Regions from separate parts of the Pan troglodytes genome. Here region 2 is linked to region 1. A link is a contact called in public Hi-C data. All regions are on one chromosome and are shown on one strand. The core of a region is the stretch at or near the end of the contact, and the rest is flanking DNA. Distances in the headings are between cores, read along the strand shown.

The links. A called contact is a pair of places that touch in the nucleus more often than the background predicts.
Region 2: a contact with region 1 is called in a Hi-C map of a lymphoblastoid cell line, with 4 times the contacts expected there. The contact joins the promoter of C11H11orf97 here to the enhancer-like site in region 1. A contact is called at or near these places in 5 of 7 Hi-C or Micro-C datasets (blood, induced pluripotent stem cells, a lymphoblastoid cell line and 1 more), 1 of 1 datasets of contacts at active chromatin or transcription factors (stem cell-derived excitatory neurons) and 1 of 1 other capture datasets (stem cell-derived neural stem cells).

Annotation. Positions count from the first base shown.
Region 1 is chr9:96,288,737-96,292,416 of NHGRI_mPanTro3-v2.0_pri, reverse strand. It overlaps PANX1 (pannexin 1), which reads right to left. Exons shown (of 5, transcript XM_522150.8): 5 at 794-3,680. Among named protein-coding and RNA genes, the nearest start is that of PANX1, 56 kb to the right of the region's middle. Within about 2 kb of position 1,861, at least 6 of the 24 cell types and tissues checked have an H3K27ac peak or open chromatin away from gene starts, as enhancers often do. A contact at or near this core is called in a lymphoblastoid cell line, where this site is marked.
Region 2 is chr9:96,610,746-96,614,425 of NHGRI_mPanTro3-v2.0_pri, reverse strand. C11H11orf97 (chromosome 11 C11orf97 homolog) reads right to left here and starts at 2,115. Exons shown (of 4, transcript XM_001138466.6): 1 at 1,881-2,115. The coding sequence starts at 2,115.

The sequences.
Region 1 (3,680 bases), core at 612-3,111:
GGAAGGCAAGAAATATTAAGACATTTTTCATTACTTACTCAGTTTTATTTAGGTGGACACAACAGTGAGGAACTCAAACATGGTTTGACCTTTATCTACAGACACAGCAGCCTGGATTTTCAGCCTTTCATTCCTTTTAAATGAAAGTCAGCAGGCTCAAAATGCAGAGCTTGGCTAAGTGACTTCTGGGGAAATATGAAATATAGTAGTGATAACCACCAAGGGCTTTCAAATTCTTGTGTTCTTCTAAGGATCCTTTCCTAACACCATGATTTGTTCTCATCTTTGTGGAAATGAAACCAAGATGGTCTTAATTTGTAAAGTCCTTTTTCATCTGTTGGCAGTCTTCTTACAAAGGATGCAGCAAAAAGAACACATTTTTCTTTCAAAGTTTTGAAGAAATATAGTCATTAAAAAGAATTTAAATTATGCCTAGAGCACCACTTTACAGAATACCATTAAATTGTAATTACATGCTTTTAAAAAGCCAACTTGTTAAAGAGGAGCTGATGGTTTCAGTTTTTGTAGGGAACACTTGTAACACTGCAGAATTCTACAAGGGCTTTCTCCTCTGGTGGGCAGGGAAAAAACCACTCAAGTCATGAGAAACTTTTATAGCTTTCAGGAACTTGAAGAACAATTGCTGATTACATTTCATGCTTTAGTGACGAAGTATTTTTACAGCTAAAAGAGGAACCCAGAAACATAATACATTTCATTTAAAGCAGGCAGAAAAACCAACCACAAATTAATATCTATTGTATTCCACATGGCACTATATAATCATTGTCAATCGTTTTAAATGGTTTCACTTTATTTGTGAAAAATAAAGCCAAAATGCCAACAACTTCCAAGAAGGAACCATTTCATCATCTCCATCCCCTCAGATAAAACCTCAATTACTGGTAATTGTACATTTCCATCAATATCCCTTTTAAAGAGGTTTATTCTGAGGAATTACAGAGACCAGGAGCTTTAAAAGCTTCAATTTCCCTAATCACTGAGAGGCAATCTTGAACTTGTATTGAACTTGGAAAGCGGTCAAGACTCACTCCATAATAAGAAGTTAAGGACTGTCACTACTTAAAGTGGAAACCTATTCATTTGCAGAAATAGTCCTCTTTCTACCAAGAGGCTAACGAGCCTCCCCTCCCCTTCTCCTTTCTAAAATAAAATCAGTTTGCCTTCTAAAATCAAATAACAGTTGCCAACAAATTAGGATTTATCCTAAGAGTTTGTCCATTCATTTCAACAAACATTTGAAGAATGCCTCATCTGGGCCAGTCTCTGTTTTAAGCACTTGCGATATAGCAGTGCATAAAAATTCTCACCCTTACAAACCTTTGATTGACCCAGGACTGACAGTAAGCAAAACAAACCAAACACGAGCACATTTTAAAAAGGTGTCTAAAAACCTGCCTGATAGCTGAGCTAATTCTCATAGGCACAAACTGCCCTGACCTGAGCTCACTCTTGGACAAGCAGTTCCCACAAATGAAACTAAACATGCAAACCAGACCCACTGTACAGGTGGAAGTTTCCAGCTTTCTCACAGTACAAGTGTAAGGTAGGACGCAGCATTTTATAGCGTTACGTCCTTCCTCCCCACATTCCTGTGAGGCGGAACAAGAACAATTACTTGACCCTGGAGGAAGATGACGCCTTGTGGTTAGGGAGAGAACAGCAGTTCATGCTGGCTGCCTGGTCTTTCCAGGGCCGCTGCTGCCCAGGCTTCTACTGACCTTGTTAGGTCTGATTCTAGAAAATGAAGGCAGGTACTCAAAAGGTACAGTTCACCCAGAAGAATGTAAATGTGACTGAGCTAAGCAAACGTACAGCTGAGTCTTAGTGTTGGGGGAAGTAGCTTTCATGAAGGCAAAGGGAGCCCCATTCTCTGCCGTGTGGCTTGCTCTTCAGCCGTTGGAGTGCAGCTTTTTCAGAGGCGTGGACTAAAATGACCTCCTAAGGTGCACTGAAAATGCTGGCTGTAGATCTGAGGAGAGGGTCCATAGCTATAAAAATATTTGCAAGGGGGTTGTAACCCCTCGAAGTTTAAGAACCTCTATGTTGGAAGTCTCTGCCTATCCCTTTGTAAAAGTGAAGATGTGTTGGAACGCTGCTTTCACAGTACTCTATGTCCCTCCCAGTTGCAACAATGTTGTTTCCAGCCTGGTTGAGCAGCTTGCTGGTGGTTTACTAGGCAGACATGAGCCAGAAACAAAATCAGCAACCCTGGAGTGGTCATTTAGGATCTGTTTGTCTCCTTTTACAAAGCAATGAGTGTTTTATAAAAGCATTTCTCCTCAGGAAACTGGCTCCTCAAAAGTCATTCTCCAAGCCAGCAGCTCACAGTAGATGGATGAGTTTACCTGTCCTAATAATACTTTTTATTATAATACTTTTATTACTGATACTTTATTATAATACTTTTATTACTGATACTGATACCTAATAATACTTTTATTAGATGAAATGTATCCCCAGGCCTCCACATCAGCCTTCTGGGGCCCTGACAGTTGTTTACCAGTAGCTCCACAACCTCCACAGGCTTGTTCTCTCATCCCTGTGAGGGAAGGTTCAAAAGGCAACTGGATCCCTTACTATTCAAAATCACTGTGACTATTTCACGCAAACTTCAACCTAGAGGATTTGCAGCTAAAGAACCTTAAGGTGGTCATCTGCCTCTGGGAAAAATGATTACTATATTCTCAAAACCAGCAGTTACAGGAACTATAGGAGAGAAAACAAAAACAATGTGCCCTCTCCCAAGAACATAGAGCATTTGCTAGGAGTTTTCTGGCATAGCCTTTACTGTGGCTACGCTTTCTCCTCTTAGGCAACAGCCCATGTTTCTGCTGCCTTTTACTGGACTCTGAAGTCCTCAAGGATGGGACCTGCCTATGCGTATCTGCACATCCAACTTGCTACTGGTGCCTGGGACATCACAGACCCTACTGGAGTTCAGAGAGTGGGAAGGGCTTGGAGACTTCCTGGTCTCCTAAAATATCAATTTTTACCATTTCAAAATACAAATTAAGGATAGTCTACAGAAGATGAAGCTTTTCGTAAAAAAAAAAAAAAATCATATCCTAGAAAATGTATCTCGTAAATCTTTTTAAATTTTCAAAAGAAACCAGTGTAGAAACTTGTGATGGAACATCTCAGATACGGCAATATAATAATTTTGCAAATTCCATTATTTAGGTTACTGCCATTTCTAAGTCACAGAATAATTCAACAGTAATAAATATCATGTAACAGAATAATTTAACGCACTGATTGCTACTTTGATATTTATCATCAGCTTTCCATTTCAGAAAACATCACAGAAGTACAAATAAAATCTGCTTTTCTGAATATTCCGAAAGGCAGACAGCAGCTTATATAATTTCCGTTCTTCAGAAAACAGTAATTAGATTATGTAAACAACTGTCCGTAAGAGCTAAAAGTAAACTTGGAGGTTCCTGAGGATTACTGAACTTATGCAACATGCTAACTTTCTAAGACTAAAACTGGGAAGTTCCACAGATGTTAAAGATTTGTGTGTGTGTGTGTAAAATGTGAACATAGGATCTATTTACACAGTTGGAATTGGGAACAGTTTTTAACATGTTCTGAATCAGCTTTAAATGTTTACGAAATAAGCTTACATTTGTCTTATCCAACCATTTATAATCTTT
Region 2 (3,680 bases), core at 866-3,365, 320 kb before region 1:
ATATAATTCAAGGATGTTTACATGGCAAACAACCACACTTCGTGTTTGAGAACAGGCCTGTGATTAGGGAATAGAAGCTGTAAAGAGACTGAAGACTTTTCCAATAATTACAGACATTTGAAAAATTGACTGAGTACTTTGTGCTTGTGCGAACAGCCTGTCTCTACTTAGGCTGAGGCCCTAAAAGGAGGTTCTGAGGGAGGCTGAGGCAGGAACTCTTTCATTTTCCCACCCCAACTTTGTGAGCTTGTGAAAGTTTGGACACCTGCCTTACGTCATTAGTTCTTTCCCTGAAACTTGTGGAATGCCTGGCATGTAATAAAGACTCAATATGTTAAACTGATGAGTGAATGTTAATCCCACCTTTTACTCCTAGAGCCACAGGACTAAAGAAACTTAGATACTAGCATCTTTAATGGGGAAGTTTCCTGATAGAATTTGAAGTAGGAGGCTGGGCGCGGTGGCTCATGCCTGTAATCCCAGCACTTTGGGAGGCTGAGGCGAGCGGATCACTCGAGGCCAGGAGTTGAAGACCAGCCTGACCAACATGGCGATACCCTGTCTCTACTAAAAATGCGAAAACATTAGCCGGGCATGGTGGTGTGTGCCTGTAATCTCAGCTACTCAGGAGGCTGATGCATGAGAACTGCTTGAACCCAGGAGGCTGAGTTGCAGTGAGCCCAGATCATGCCACTGCACTCCAGCCTGGCAACAGAGCTATCTAAAAAAAATAATAATCATGATAATTTTAAGTAGGAGTAAAGAATCTCCATTACCCAAGTATACTGAATTTATGTGCTCTAAGCAAGGCCTCTGCATGCTGCTGATAATAGTAACAAAAGGAATGACATTTCATAGTCATACTGGAGCTGATGCCCGGGGAAGAGGCCTCTTTCACCAGGAGGGAGTAGTTCTGTAACTTCTTGATGAGGTCCCTGGGGAGGAGAGTGTGTGGTCCACCAAGCACAAGTACGGAGGTGCTTCAGCCCAACCCTCCCTCCTGGGGCCTCCCAGTGCAGAGGAACCTTGGAGAAACCCAGTCTGCTCTCCAGAGATGCAATCAAGAAGGTGCTGCAGGAAGGCTGGAAACTACTCTGTTCCTCTGACTTATTATTCTCACCATCATTCCTTAGCACCTACTGAAGACCTGGGGGTGCAAGAGGCTATGAAATATCTGTTAATTCATGAAACAGTATGGGTGAATAACAGCCTGGCTAGGACTCAAATTACAACCACTTCCATTATGGCTGTGGGCCAGAACTGTCCTTACCTATTTGAATATTGTGTGTTTGGCAGGGCAGAGAGCAAAGAACAGTGCGTTAAAATGTGGCCCATAATTATGAGATTCTAAAAGGATTGGGTAATTGTAGACTGAGAGTCCAAGAGATGGAAGTTAAAAGTGATTTTAGTATTTCGCCTGCACTGACTGGCTGTGGCAAGTCTCTTTCCTCTGGTCTAGATCTCAATTTCCTCATCTGTAAAATGAAATAACTGGCAAAATGAGCTGCGTGTTTCTAAGGGTGTCTACGCATACATACATACACACACATATACATATACAAATGTGTATATAAAATGGTATACATATAAATGTGTGTGTGTGTGTGTTAATTCCTTTCAGAATAACGCCACTACCGATTAAATTGGAGCTGATGCCCAGACCCTGAATTCAGGCAGGCTATCGGGAAGGAGGGCTTGGAAAGATGGACCTATGCTTTCTGCCACAGTGCCATCATCACTGGTTCTGCCAAAAGCAGCAGCTCCACCTCCCCTGCCCCAAACCTTCTCAGCCAGTCCCACTGCGGTTTCCCCCAATTGCCCTGTCACTCGTTCTCCACGCCCCTCCTCCCAGTAGCGTCCGCGGCTGGAGCTGAACTCACACTGCTGGCCGTGCTCTAGGAGGCCGCGGCCGGGGTCCCCGCGCGCCCCGCACCCCAGCCCTGCTGGCGGAGGAGGCTGCTTCTCTTCGCGACCCGCCTCGGGCGCCACCACTGCGGTCACCACCACCGCCTCCTCGCCTGTCATGCCGCAGCGGTCTTCCGAGAGCCCTGGGCACGGTTTCCTTCTCAGCTCAGTCGCAGGCAGCACAGCATGCGAGGCGTCTCGGGTTGCCATAGTGACTGCCGATTCTCCCCGCCCCCAGCCGGCCTTCCGAGGCCCTAGGTATCCCGCGCGCCAAAGAAGGTGCTGAAGTTATGGGGCTGGGGTTATTATTATCATTGACCAAAGCAAAGGACTTTCCATTAATTTCTCGTTAATTTCTTGTTAATTTCTCACAAGAGCTCGGCAAGAGAGGCTTTACTCTTCCCAGAGAATCCGAGATTCAGAAAAAGCGAAGGAAACTGCATGAGGCCTCATAGCTAGGAAGCGGCACCGCTGGAATGTGGACTCAGAAGTCTGGTCCCAAGCCGACAGAATAGACCACTGCCCAGAACAGAAAAGTTAGAAGTGGAACCGGTGTGCAGGTGAGTGCAAGGCACCGTCGCTGGTTTCACGCAGCCTTGTGCCTGTCGCGTCCTGCTCCCTGCTACGCACACGCAACGTGATTGAATAAGTAAATATTGAGGATTCCCAACTTTCACGTTGTGAATTATTATATTAAGCACATTGTAGTTTCCAAGCTCTTTTGTATTCACAAAATAACAAACTAATAACTAACTTTACAGATGAAATTAAATTCAGCAAATTTTAATTTGAAGAGCAAGTAGAAAAATTCAGGGTTTTATTTGGAGCATAAGGTTGCTTTTGTCTTGGTTTGGTTTTGCAGGCCTTAAAAATGGATTACGTTGTGGTGTTAATTTTATGGAAGTTGAATGTGCATTGTTTTATAGTATTAAATCGTTTTACAAGGCTTGCAACCAAATATAGGAGACCTCTTCTGTCCCCACTGTACCCCAGAGCCAAACACTTTTAATACCAAATCCTTATATTGCTGCTTTTTATGTTTTTCAATTTTAGATATCATGTTGATTTCCTACGATGAAAGACGAGATTTCTCTCTCTTTCATACCCCCTGTGTCACATATACTTATTGCTCCTTTATACTCCCATTATAGATAAATTGAAATTTTGGCTAGAGTAATATTTGTTTACATTACTATGACAATTGTATTAGGCTAGTCTTGCATTGCTATATACCTGAAACTGGGTAATTTATAAAGAAAAAAGGTTTAGTTGGCTCACAGTTCTTCAGGCTTTACAGGAAGCATGATGCTGGCATCTGCTTGGCTTCTGGTGAAGCCTCTGGAAACTTACAATCATGGTGGAAGGCAAAGGAGGAACAGGCAGCTCACATAGCAAAAGCAGGAGATCGCTCTCTCTTTCTTTCTCTCTGTAGAGAGATATCTATCTATATCTATCTATAGAGAGAGAGAGAGACAGAGCGAGAGGCAATTAAAAGGTTGTGTGGAAAGGTTGCGTTCCTTTTTTATATCTCTGTATTTTTGCACTATTTTCTGAGAGATCTTTCTTAACATGAGTTTGAATTTCAAACTGCTCCCCAGTACCCACAGTGTTTCTCCAGGCAGTTCAGGCACTCCTCATTCACTTAATACATATTCATTGAATGATGGCTTTGTGTCAGGAGCTATTACATGTGCTAAGGATGCAGCCATGAACAAAACATACAAAAATCCCTGCCCTTATGTAGTTGAGTTCACATTCTGCCCAAGATTTGATTT